Linked DNA regions of Lactuca sativa: region 2 is linked to region 1. A link is a contact called in public Hi-C data. All regions are on one chromosome and are shown on one strand. Each heading gives the region's core, a stretch centred on a gene start, on an enhancer-like site or on the middle of the called end of the contact. The rest is flanking DNA. Distances are from core to core; before and after follow the strand shown. Region 1 holds the start of LOC111912397. Region 2 holds the start of LOC111913122 (protein NEOXANTHIN-DEFICIENT 1).

Region 1 (6,551 bases), core at 2,142-4,641:
CAAAACTTTTTTTACAAAATGAATGAAATCAAGACTTGTAAATTATCGGCTTCACACGCCTCCATAAATTGGTATTGACTTATGTAATGATGTTATTAACATCTCACATGATGTTTTTCAAGATAATGTGGGCCAACAACTTATAGATTGTTGGAAGAATAACCCTTTAATATAAATAGTAGATGACTCTAGCAACAATTATAAGTTTTTAACCAATCCGATGTAATTGCTTTATATTTTATATTATTGTGATTATATCAATGGAAAAAAAAAAAAAAAAAAAAGGCATCAAACACAATTTTCTTGTGGTTTTACTTTTTATGGAACGTGACCTTACAAATATGATGCAAGATCAACTCATCCTTCAACAAGAAATATTCCAAAATCAAGAGACTTAAAACCACTTTCTATTTCAAAAGTACAAATATCAACAATTTAGTTAAAACGGACATATCTAATTTAAGAATATAAGTACATGATCCCAAAAGTCATCTCGTTTCTTCAAGAATTTGTATCTCAAAACTCATCAAATAAGCAAAAGTGCTATTTTAAGATAATATTTTTTTGTGAATTTATAGCCCAATATCACAAAACTGCAACATGTAGGTGCTAATTTCCAAACCCTAAATCATCTAGAAGACTAGGACTACAAACTTGATAACAAATATTAATCACTAAATTTACTATAATTTTTTAGTGAAGTTTTAAAATGTTGATTACCTATGTAAGAAAGATAAAGACAAACCCTGAAGAGATGCATGAGAAGGTGGAAGCATTCGGTTTGCTAGTTCCAATGATTCTGCTAATGCTTTTGTCATCAACATGTAAACATCTTCAACTTGATTCTTTTTAACCCATTCATCTAGTTTCCTGTATAAAGATTCAAAATTGTTTTTCATTATTGAGAAAGTAATTGTAATAAGTAAAGAAAGTAAAAAAGTAAAACATGTAAATGCCTTTGAATGCTCTCACAAACATTTCTGTAATTTCGTATATTTCCTACAGAGGGACCATTTCTGTAACTTTATCTTAGATGGGAATTGTTTTTGTAATTTTGTTACAAGGACATTTCTGTAATTTTTTCTCACACAGGGACCATTTCCGATCTTTAATTTTGTAACACAAGGACCATTTCTTTAATTTTGTCTGACGTACAGGGACCATTTCCGTAACTTTTACTTACACAGGACCATTTCTGTAACTTTGTTACACATGGACCATTTTTTTTTTAACTTTGTTACACATGGACCATTTTTGTAACTTTCTCTTACACAAGGACCATTTCTGTAATTTCGTCTATTTCCTACAGAAAGACCATTTTTCATTTCTGTAATTTCATCTATTTCCTACAGAGGGACCATTTCTGTATCTTAAAACGGGATCATTTTTGTAATTTTGTTATACAGGGACCATTTCAGTAAAAAAATTCTCTCACAGGGACCATTTCTGTCATTTTGTCTATTTGAAAACTATAGGGACAAAAAGTGCATTTCACTAAAGAAAAAAAACTGAAAGAAACCTTTTTTAAAGGTCAAGAAGAAAGAAAGAAAAAATTAAGATGATATTAACAAACCTTAGCTGAGATTCAGTGGTGTTACTGCAGTCTGAAAATAGCACTTTAATCATAGGGTAGATATTGATCTTGGGAATCGATACCATTTCATCCATACAATCCCCAAATGAGCACCATGAATTAGGGTTTATCAGAACAATTTGCAACATTGGAGATCTTGTTTGCAGATTTCTAACCACTGTTCTGAATGAGAGTTCATCTTTTGCACTTTCCAACAACTGGCTACTGAACATCCTCTCTAAACTGTATTTCCTGCAAAGATTCATCAAACCACATAAAAATCATGATCTAAACCTAAAAAGTAATAACATAAAGATATAAAATTTACCTAAAAAGGTCATTTGAACCTCCAATTGGTAGTGAAGTAGATATGAAACATTTGAACAAGTGAACACTATCATTCAATGGGAAACCATCAAGATTATCATGTGGGAATGCTCCAAGAAGACATGAGCAATTAGGACATGAGATTTCACTCCATTTTATGTCTTTTGAAAGATATGGAGATGTGACCATGAAGCTATTTCCAAGAAGACCATTGAGGAGACTAGTTTTGTTTGCTAGTAACTCATTTGTATCAAGTGTTTCCTCTTCATGTTCATGAACATGGACACATTCATGATCATGGAGTTTTTCATTTTGACTACCATGATCAACATTCAGCTTTTTAAAGCTGTTATTCAAAGAATGAAGAGATTTGTGTTCTTGGAGTTTAATTTTGTCAGGAAATGTATGTCCTATTAAGTCATCTTTGGAGATGACAACAGAGGTAGCATCCACTAGGCACATTCCTGATGAACATGTGTATGAGTTGGCATATTTTGCTACAAGTTTCTCACTTACACCCCCAAAAGAACAGCAACAAGTCCCAAACCAGTTATCAGCTGCCTCACGCCAATTAACAGATGGCATTTCCTTGAAAAATCTGTGTATATGATTCGGATTCACTATTAGGTTAACTATTAGAAAGTGTTATAGAATGACTCAAAGAATGAATGTAGAAGGTATGGTGTTAATGGGGAGAGAATCCTACTGAACAGCTCTTGTTAACTTGGTAGAGCAACCTCTGCAATAAAACTGCACCTCTCCACAAGAAGCCAGCTTCTTAAGATCTGAATTCACAAAGTTCAAATGGATAAGAATGAAATACAAGAGAAACACGAAGTGCACATTGGAAAAGAAGATAGTGTGAAGGATAAATGATATGCAGAAGAGGAATAAGATGAAATGTTCTAAGTAGCTTTGCACACCATTACAGAGTACCATATACCGGTTCTTTGTTTGATGCAATATAACTTTAGTGCTGGTGAATAATGCTAAGAGCTAAGATGCCAATGAATGCTGAAAATCAAAAATAAAAAGAACATATTTGCATTACCAGAATCCAATTGAAGAGGTTGAAGTTCATCATCTTCCAATTCATTCTCATCACCAGCTTCAAAATCAAAATTCGATATAATCGGGTGGTCGACGGGAAGAATCAGAACAAATTTAACTTCGATGTGATCATCCAGTACTCGCAAATTAATAGGCGAATCAACATCGATCAAGACCCTAGGAATCGGAACCCAAAGTGACGCTGCCGTCGCCGGTGACCCTACTTGATTTTTGTCGAGCCAAGTAACTTCGAGTAGAGATTTATCCGATAAAATAGTCACCTTCAAATCGGTGCATTGAGATGAGGGTTTGGTGTTGGGGTGAAAGAGGTATAACCGGATAATGGGGACGTGAGAATTGGATTCCCATGTGAACCTCCATTTTCTAGGGTTTTTAGTGGCGGGAAGAAGTTCAGAAATGCTCATTTCTGGTAAAACTAAAACCCTCCCTTTATTGGAGGACTTGAATGTATAGTATTGATGATGTTGATATTTCAACTATCTACCTTGTTTATTCACTTCGTGACACTTTTGCCCCTCCATGATATTTCGTGTATGCATTCGATAGTGTTTGAAAAAAAGGAAAATTCATTAAATTCATTAAACTAAGCATTACAAACAAAACCTTTGAAAAAATAACCATTATTTTTTACTTTTTGAAAAATAATTGCTTACTTCGGAATATATATATATATATATATATATATATATATATATATATATATATATATATATATATATATATATATATATATATATATATATATATAGAGAGAGAGAGAGAGAGAGGTTGGTTCAATTTAGAAAATAAAAAAGATTGAGAATGGGGGAATTATTCTCAACCATTCATTTTATATAAACATAAAAACACACGGTGGCAAACTTGTAAATATGATAACAACCTTCAATCTCAAATACGTATCTATAGAGAATTAGATTACAGTTCAAACTCATTCATAGTTCATCATCCAAATTTATTCTCCAACTTTCAACAATCATTCAGATTTCTTCAATTAAACGATCATCAACATCATCCAGTGCTAATCAATCATCGATCTTCGTTAATAATCAACACGATTCAACAGTTAACAACAAAAATTCGTTTTTGGTTCTCTTAATTCAACCTTCAATTGTGCTTGAATACGATCAGATCTTCAACATCTATGATTAATTATACTCACAGCGTTATTAGATCAACATCATCGATAATCAACAAAAATTCACTTCATATCATTCATTCAACATCGATTATCAAATAAAACTTCAAAACTGAGGTTAGAAAAAGACCAAATCGTTTTTTTTTTTTTTTTTTTTTTGAAAAATTTCATATAATTCTCTATCAATCTACTCTTTTGTAAGATTTAAATAGTCAAAATATCATGTTTTTAACATTTTTAGAAAAAGTTACATTGTATGCACTCCAACTGTTTGATGAAATGCATAAACTAAATTACCATGTTATATTCATATATGAATATATTTTCTCAGTATATGATTATTAAAACAAAAAAACAAATATACAAGTCTGTATGTTATTCATATGTGAATAACATATAAAAATTATATATATTTGTGAAAATACCTTGTAATATTCATATATGAATATACTGTGTAATATTCATATGTGAATATACTGTGTAATATTCATATTTGAATATACTGTGTAATATTCATAAGTGAATATATCATCTAATATTCACAAATGAATATACTATGTAATATTCAGATATGAAAATATTATCTAATATTCATAAGTGAATATACCATCTAATATTCACAAGTGAATATACTATGTAATATTCATAAATGAATGCATCGTCTAATATTTAAATATGAATATACTATATTTATTATATGCTATATTCATATATGAATTATACTTAAATTGAAAAAAAAAATCATAGTTTTTATTCATAACTGAATAACGAATGTACTGTAGTAAAAACCTGATTCATTTTTATTCACTTATGAATAACGATAGCTGAAAATATAAAAAAAAAATAATAATTTTTTTATTTTATCTTAAAACTATATCAATATGGATGTCTATTTGTAGAGAATAAAAAATCATGATTTTTTGTATATTTAAAATCATTTTTCGATAAAAATAGCTTCTTAAAAATTAAAAAAAAAAACGAAAAAACTATGTTTTTGTATATATTAAGGTAACGATTAGCATAGTTTAAGGAAACATGTTTTGTTGGAAAACACATGTCTATTCCTTTCCCATTTCTGCTGGTACGACGGAGGCTTTTGCGGCAAAAATAAATGAGTGGCTGAGAATGATTCCCCTATTCTCAACCTTTTTTTTCTCAACTGAACCCTCATATATATATATATATATATATATATATATATATATATATATATATATATATATATATATATATATATATATTAAAGTTCTGAAGAATTGTAACAGTATATTTGGAGCAGATTTGTCTCTTTTGGTCCCTTAGATCGTCTGTTTATTTCCTTCTGATCTGTTGATTTCCTTCTTTTTTTAGGGGTCCTTTAGGTCATTTTTAAAATGGAGATGCATACGTAAGTTCTATCTGTACTTCACCGAGTTATTTGTAAAAATGGGGCAGTTTTTTTAAAAAGGTTGGTAGAAATGGGGTTGTTTTGAATGCCTTTGTAGAAATGGGGCTGCTGGCTCACTAAATCAATTCATATTGAAATAAAGGATCCCTCACAACTTACAACAATAGTCCAAGGTTTTTTATAATATGTTAAAACTTTATCCTTTTATATACTTTTTTCTGCATTTTTACTACATCTTATTATATTTACGTAAATATTAAATATACAAAATAGTTCATAAAAATATTCAACATTGACCCTTATTTTATGAAATATGTTACCACTACATCTTGTTATATTTTTTTATTTGTATTTTGTAGAGGTGTAATGCAGTTCATTGCAATACCACTATACTTTCTGAAAAGTTGCACTGTTCTGTTGAATGTAAGGTCAATACACACCCTAATTGGCAATTGTCTCGCTCCTCGTAATGCATTGTTCATACTCTCATAGATATTAGTAGTTAAGAAACCCCATCGGTGATTTTCATCATATAAAAGACACCATTGTTATGTTTACTTTCATACACCCTAAACTCTCTATTTTGACTGATAGACCAAAGTATTACTGCATTTTTCACCTACTGCTTACTTTCAAATTGCATTCCTAACCTAATTTTGTTTTCTGTTTCCTTCCAAACATCTATATGAACGTTGTCCTCTAAATTTTCTACGACATCATCTCCTATATTTCCAACATCATTCATAAAGTCTACAACGAGATTGTCACTCACATCATCTGATTCTTCCTCAATATGGCTTAGTGACTCGCTACTGCATTCTGAGTTGGGATCATCAAATCCAAACTCATTATTTGGCTCAAATCTATCATCACTCGACAAAGGAAATGGTACTTCAAAATTACGAAGGAGATCTACCAAACTAATATTTGTAGGTATCACTATTTTCTCAATTTCAACACAAACTTGACCCCAATAATTTTCATCAGTCTCAGCTAAATAATACAACATGTCTAAGGTTGAATCATTTATAAGTGGTGCAATATTAGATCTCCGAGAA
Region 2 (6,422 bases), core at 3,348-5,847, 420 kb after region 1:
GGATTAGTGTGTAAGCTCGTAACCATATTTGGTAAGTACTTGACCCGGTTGTGCATGGTCCTTTTGGGTTGCCTTCACCAAAGCAACTTGACTAGAGAAATAGTAGAGAAAGAGGTTATTATGTTTATTAATATATTATAAGAATAATATATTAAAAGAGAAATCATATTTATTTAGTTAACATTGGTCAAGAATTAATTAAGAATTAATTTTGTGATCAAAAGAAGTTAACTGAACTAGGGGGATTGAATTGTAATTATGTGATAGTTGTAAAGTAGGGCAATTGATGCCCTATGGGATAGGGTGGACTAATTCAAGGAGATAGGGTCTTAGAATTCCTCCATGATAAGGCTTCTGGACTTATCTTATGGTCTGCTTGGTGGGCAAGTAATCAGATAAGGATAAGGACTGAAACCCTAACCCCTACACCTATATAAGGACCCCTTGGCCTAGGAAAATTGGCCACTTGATCCTAGAAGTTCCTAGAGCCGATTTTCTGCCTCTCCTCTCTCTCTCTCTCTCTCTCTCTCTCTCTCTTGCCTCTCCATTTGCTCTTGGTGTTTGTGAGCCATTAGAGGTACTACACTTGTGGTACTTGATTTCAAAGACAAGAAGATTCAAGATTTAAGTTGTTAGTACAACATTACAACAAGAGGTATGTAATCCTTTCTCCTTCATGAATTTCGAAAATACTAGGAGCATGTTAGGGTTCTTCATGTGTTCATAATGTTGTGTAACTAATAGTGAAAACATAGATCCACATCTAGGGTTGCATGTACACATAGGATTGTTTGTATAAAACCCATCAGGGTTAACTATTTGATTATTAAACATAATAATTATATTATTATGGGTTGAAAACCTGATGTACTCACCAGGTTTTCCAACCTGACCCACTCAATTTATTTATATAACAGGTGCCGATACGAAGATCCATTACACCGACAGATTAAAGGATATGTAAATCATTAGTGTAAATGAACGTAATGTCTGTTTATGCTTATGGTTCTGTATTGACGATGACATCCCAAATTCTCAATACAAAAAAATACATTTCTTCGGAAATGCTTTGATAAAATATTTATCATGTTTTCTGGGAACAAATTCCTCAATATTATTCTCCAAAAAGGATACTCTGATTTTTTAAATAAGCATAAACAAATCGGTCTTTTCTTGCCGTGAAATTGGGGATGTCACAAAATTGGATCCACATAAGTGCCAACATCTATACTCAGATATGAGATAGTATCAACTGAATGCAGACATTCATACCCATTAAGTTGTCACACTCTACAACTACAAGTCTTCTTGTCTAGGTCAACAACATAGGACACAAGTTAGTTTCTAATTACAATTAGGAGTGTAAATATTAGAAAGTACCTTTGAGTTCTTTTTAGTTTATTGAGTAGGAGTGTAATTATTAGGCAAGGTTTGTAATCAAGCTATGTACTACCTTTGATCTTCAAATTGTATAGCCTCTCCATAACATATAATCTAATCTTTTATAACATGGTGATGATTGGATTTTTCCTTGCATCCCTAATCACATTGTTAAAGCTCTTAGATAATCCATTCTCCACTGCATCATACATCCTTCCCTTTTGAAATAATGCTCCACTCCAAGATTTGGGGTTTGATTCCATGAGGTATGCAAAGGCTACAGGGTTAAGCAGTTCAATCTCCTTCATGGCAACATTGAATAAAGGCATAGTTGATACCTTGATTGCCTTCCAAAACTTGGTCTCATAGTGTACACTAATGAATCTTTTCCTAAAGTTGGCAACAATATGCCTTGTATAATGCGTATGGGGAGTGAAGGTGGGTTACACCTTATCCCTCATCGGCTTGGAAGGAGAACGAAACATTTCCTCATAAGGGGTGTAGATACCTTCCTTGTTCATAGGAATGAACTCATTAGGTTCAGTGTCAACTTACATGCCAATGCCATCATCTTGATCACCTTGCAAATCATCCCTATTACCTTGCAAATCCTCCATATCACCTTGCAAATCATCCCTATCACCTTGTAAATCCTCCATATCACCTTGAAAATCATCCATGCCAATGCCAACATCCATACCACATTACACTTCTTCATAAGCTTCAATTACACCAGATAATTCGTCAAAAGCACCGCACACTTCAACTTGCTCATCAATAATCCATTAATGTACATTAACACCAAGATGATCCATGTACACAAGAATTACACAACCAGAAGCATACCCTACTTCGATGAATTCCATGTAGTCCATGCCAGTAGCTATTATCCTCAATCCATCAGGGAACTCAATATCTAACATGCAAAAATAAAACATTCATGCACCTCCCATTCGCGAATCTTTGAAGGAAGTCCACAAACTCATTCTTGTCCATTCCAGCAAAATTGGCATCATCAAACATTTGCTCCCCTCCATTTGAGTAAGTAATTGTGGGGTACCTTGTAAAAATTCTGGAAATATGTAGATCTGTCTTCATGTAAACGGTCATAGCAACAATCCACGATACACTTTCCCGATTTGAAAGAAGAATGGTTTAAAAAAAAAGGATTTGTGCCAAGAACAGTTGCACAAAGGATATGAGGAAAAGGTAAAAGAAGAAAGACGACGAAAGGGACAGTTGAGTAATAAGTCCAAACGTTTATTAGGTCTTTTACTCACACCAACGTGGCAAATGAGTTGGAATTGTTTTATCTACATGGCAATTATGTGGCATTGGCAATCAACTGATTAGGATGGGTGTCACCGGGTGACCCCTTCAAATTTTCCAAAATGACCTTTTAAAATGGTAAAACATGAGTCCGTGCCCTTCAAATGCAAAAAATAGTCATGAGGGGTCATTTAAAATAATACACTAAAGTTTGTTGGGCTACAATGACAATAACCCTTTAAAAAATAATGTATTTGTTGGTTGACCTGGTTTGAAAAATTACTTTTGTAAGTTTTTGTCACAATAATACTTTTGTGAGTTTTTTTAATTACGTAATTACAACATTTTCATAAATGATTGCATGATTGATGTTAGAAACATCGTTTTAAGTAAGTTATGTATTTTTTTTAAAAGAAATTTTTAAAAACATTTAAGACAACAACTCAAATAACTCATATAAACTTGTAAATCTTCGAGCAACTCAAATAACTCATCTAAACTATTACATAGCAACTACTTCATCGACTTGTACCATACACATTGCATGTTGTATGGTTCCAACCGGAAAACCGGCACCAATATACACCTAATGGTCCGGTCGACGGTCCATTGATTTCTTCCCAACCTGTTGCGTTTCCGAACAGGTTCCAGTTCCGGTTCGGTCAAAATGCTAAACCCTACGTGGCATCACTTAAATTCTTAAAAATATTTCACTTTTTTTTACCAATTTATGCCACAATTTTTAGCTTTTACCAATTTTATAACAATGTGCCATTTTTTACCAATTTATTCAACTTATGCAAATTATGCGCCCTTCTTCTAACCGGTTAAAAAATGTCCAATATTGCATCTTTTGTTCCTATAATATATCTTTGTTGCATATTTCGTATTAAGCACCACTATGTTGCATAAATTGAAAAAAAAACATAAAATTTTGTTGAATAAATGTTCATCTAGCCCTTATTATATTCATTAAATTGGTAACTAAAGCTTCAAAATTTGTTGATAAACAAAGGGACATCATAACAAGAATAGTGAAACTAAAATGATGTGTAACATTAAAAAAAAACTTATATAACATAGAATATGAGGATCTTGCAAGACAAAAATCAGTGATATCAATATTATGACAATGGACAAATAGGTAATTTGAGCTCCAAATTTTGCCAAAAGTAGAATAATTGCAATTTTCATGGGAAATCACAGTAAAGACATTGTTACAAGTTTTATGAGATTGAGGAAATAGATTGTTCTCTTTCTTGCGAAAAACAAAAATCTTGCCTAATTTGAACCGTTAAATGCAAGATATAGCAATTTATTTTTGTTGATTTCTTTATTATAGCATCATACTTTGGTTTCTTCCTATCAAACCATTGTATTTCAAAAGATCTAATCAACTATACCAATATCATCCAAACTACAAAGCAATGAAATAGTTTGAAAGTATAAATAATATTATACTTGCATAGAGACTAGATCATCCGTAACAAGAATAATGAAAGGTTCTTTTTCAAGAAGATAATCAAAAGAGTCAGAAGTATGAACTCAGGTTCTTTTTCAGTTTTCATCTCCATTTTGCACTTCCATGGCTTCAATGGAGACTTAACTGTAGAGCTTAGTGAATCCAGCTGCTCATACCTGCAAAGAGTCGAAGGAGGATAATGCATCTTTTGTTCATCATCTTAATTACGAAACAAAAAACTAGGTTTTCAACAAACAAATATGATAGGGAAAAATGAACAAGGTAAATATTATTAATTTATTTAGTAGTAAATATGATTGGGAAAGATGGATAAGGTAAGGAGATCGGATATGGTGGGGTTTGATGATCCCAACGTGCAACAGCTACCACAACTTTTAGCTTTCACTATCCATTTATAACTTCAAAACAACAAAAAGAAAAATAATAATAATAACAAAAAGAAATAAGAACAGAAAAAACCCACCGCCTCTCAGCTTCTCTCCGCCTCACCGGAATCACCTCCTCCAGCTTTTCGCCGGCGGACTCCGTCATCTGTGGGCTCTGCGTCTTCGCATTTGGCGTCGCCGGTCACCAATCGCATAGCTCGTTATCTTGTAACTTGTAAGTCATCTCTTCTTTATTTATATTTTTTTCTTCCACTCACAGGTTAAGTTATAATTTATGATATTTAAGTTAACTAAAAAGTTAAATCAAGTGATCTCCTTTATGACTTTATCAGCATTTTATATTATATAAATAGTTTTAAAGTATATTATGTTGAATATAATATTAGTATTTTGTTATATCTAATGTTAAAAAGGAAAAACCTGAGAAACAGAGATAAAAATCCGTTCATCTTCTCCTATCATGTAAAACCAAATAAACTTAAAGTAGACAAAAAAAAGACCCTAATATAATGGGCTTCTACCTTAATAAATGAAAATGACTTTGCCACATGTCCTCTTCTCATTTATTTGAACACATGGCATTTTCTAGAAATTATAAATTTTTCTATTTTCCACTTGTCATTTTATTGTATTTTTGATTTTATCAAATTAAAATCTACATTTAATATATAAGGTAATATATATATAAAGTATTTATTAGAAAATGGTTTATATATGTAATGTATCTAATGCATTAAAGTCTCATTAATTTTAATAACTCAAAAAATTTCTTATTTTTCTTATAAATTTAAAGTTTTCAAATTGTTAAAATTTTATATTTAATTTTTTTTAAATAAACCCATGTAATACATGGGTCTCACACCTAGTTACTTATAATAAATGGCATTATAAACTGAAATAAAGTTATTGCAAATGAGAAGTTTATATATATATATATATATATATATATATATATATATATATATATATATATATAACATTTTTTTTCTACTTATTGTATAAATGTAAGAAAAAAAATGGTAAATTGCTATTTTTTTAAGGCATGGTGGACATTGTATTGAATCAATATATTTGCATGAAGTGGGCCGGTTAGTTTGTTTATTTTATTTAAAATGGTATTAGAAAAAAAATCATTTTATAAGGTTTGACATTTGTCATTAGATTGGTGAATATTAAAGAACAATTTGAGTTGAGTTTCACTTGAATAAGGTTTGACATTTATCATTATGGGTTATTCTTCACGGTAAGCCAAAATGACAATAAAGTTTGAAAATTTGGGTTTTCCAACTAATTTATGAATTTTCAAATTTTAGACTACTTTATATATAAAAATGTTAATTTTATAGAAAAGCTTTAATTTTCTGATATTTTTTGTTTAAATATAAACATTTTTTAAAAAATTCAAAAACCTCATATTTTTCTATTATTCTCATTCGGATTTGTTAGCAGGTTTACCGTAAGTGGCAGTTTTTTATTTCGAAAAAACCCAACTATTGACTTCAAAAAACTCTAATGTTGGACAAAAAAATAAATTGACTAGCTTTTTCACTAACTTAATTAACTCCATATTTTTCACTGTACAATTATGCTCAATGTCATCTTAAACATGTAGTGCTTTAACAAATATATGGAATCAATTCTAATAAGTAAATGTTTATTTTACGATCTCATATTCTTATTTAATTTGTCAAATGTCATTTTATAGTTATTTTGAAATAATTTTTTTTCCACTTGTCATTTTATGAGTTTTTCTATTTTATTGAATTCAACATAATATTTTAATGTAATGATTGCAATAAATATAATAATAAAAGGATATCAATATTAATAAACATAGTTTTTAATTTCAAAATTTACAAATTAGTTGTTTAAGTTTAAAAGATAAAAAACATTTCAATTATGAT

The links. A called contact is a pair of places that touch in the nucleus more often than the background predicts.
Region 2: a Hi-C map of leaf shows a contact between it and region 1, with 3 times the contacts expected there. The contact joins the promoter of LOC111913122 here to the promoter of LOC111912397 in region 1. A contact is called at or near these places in 2 of 4 Hi-C or Micro-C datasets (both in leaf).

Annotation. Positions count from the first base shown.
Region 1 is chr4:323,802,724-323,809,274 of Lsat_Salinas_v11, forward strand. LOC111912397 reads right to left here and starts at 3,392. Exons shown (of 5, transcript XM_023908131.3): 1 at 2,952-3,392; 2 at 2,607-2,685; 3 at 1,902-2,498; 4 at 1,574-1,825; 5 at 477-870. The coding sequence starts at 3,375. The coding sequence ends at 717.
Region 2 is chr4:324,226,143-324,232,564 of Lsat_Salinas_v11, forward strand. It overlaps LOC111913122 (protein NEOXANTHIN-DEFICIENT 1), which reads left to right and starts at 4,598. Exons shown (of 11, transcript XM_023908850.3): 1 at 4,598-4,732. LOC111913123 (a long non-coding RNA gene) reads right to left here and starts at 4,735. Exons shown (of 2, transcript XR_002857430.3): 1 at 4,596-4,735; 2 at 4,083-4,287.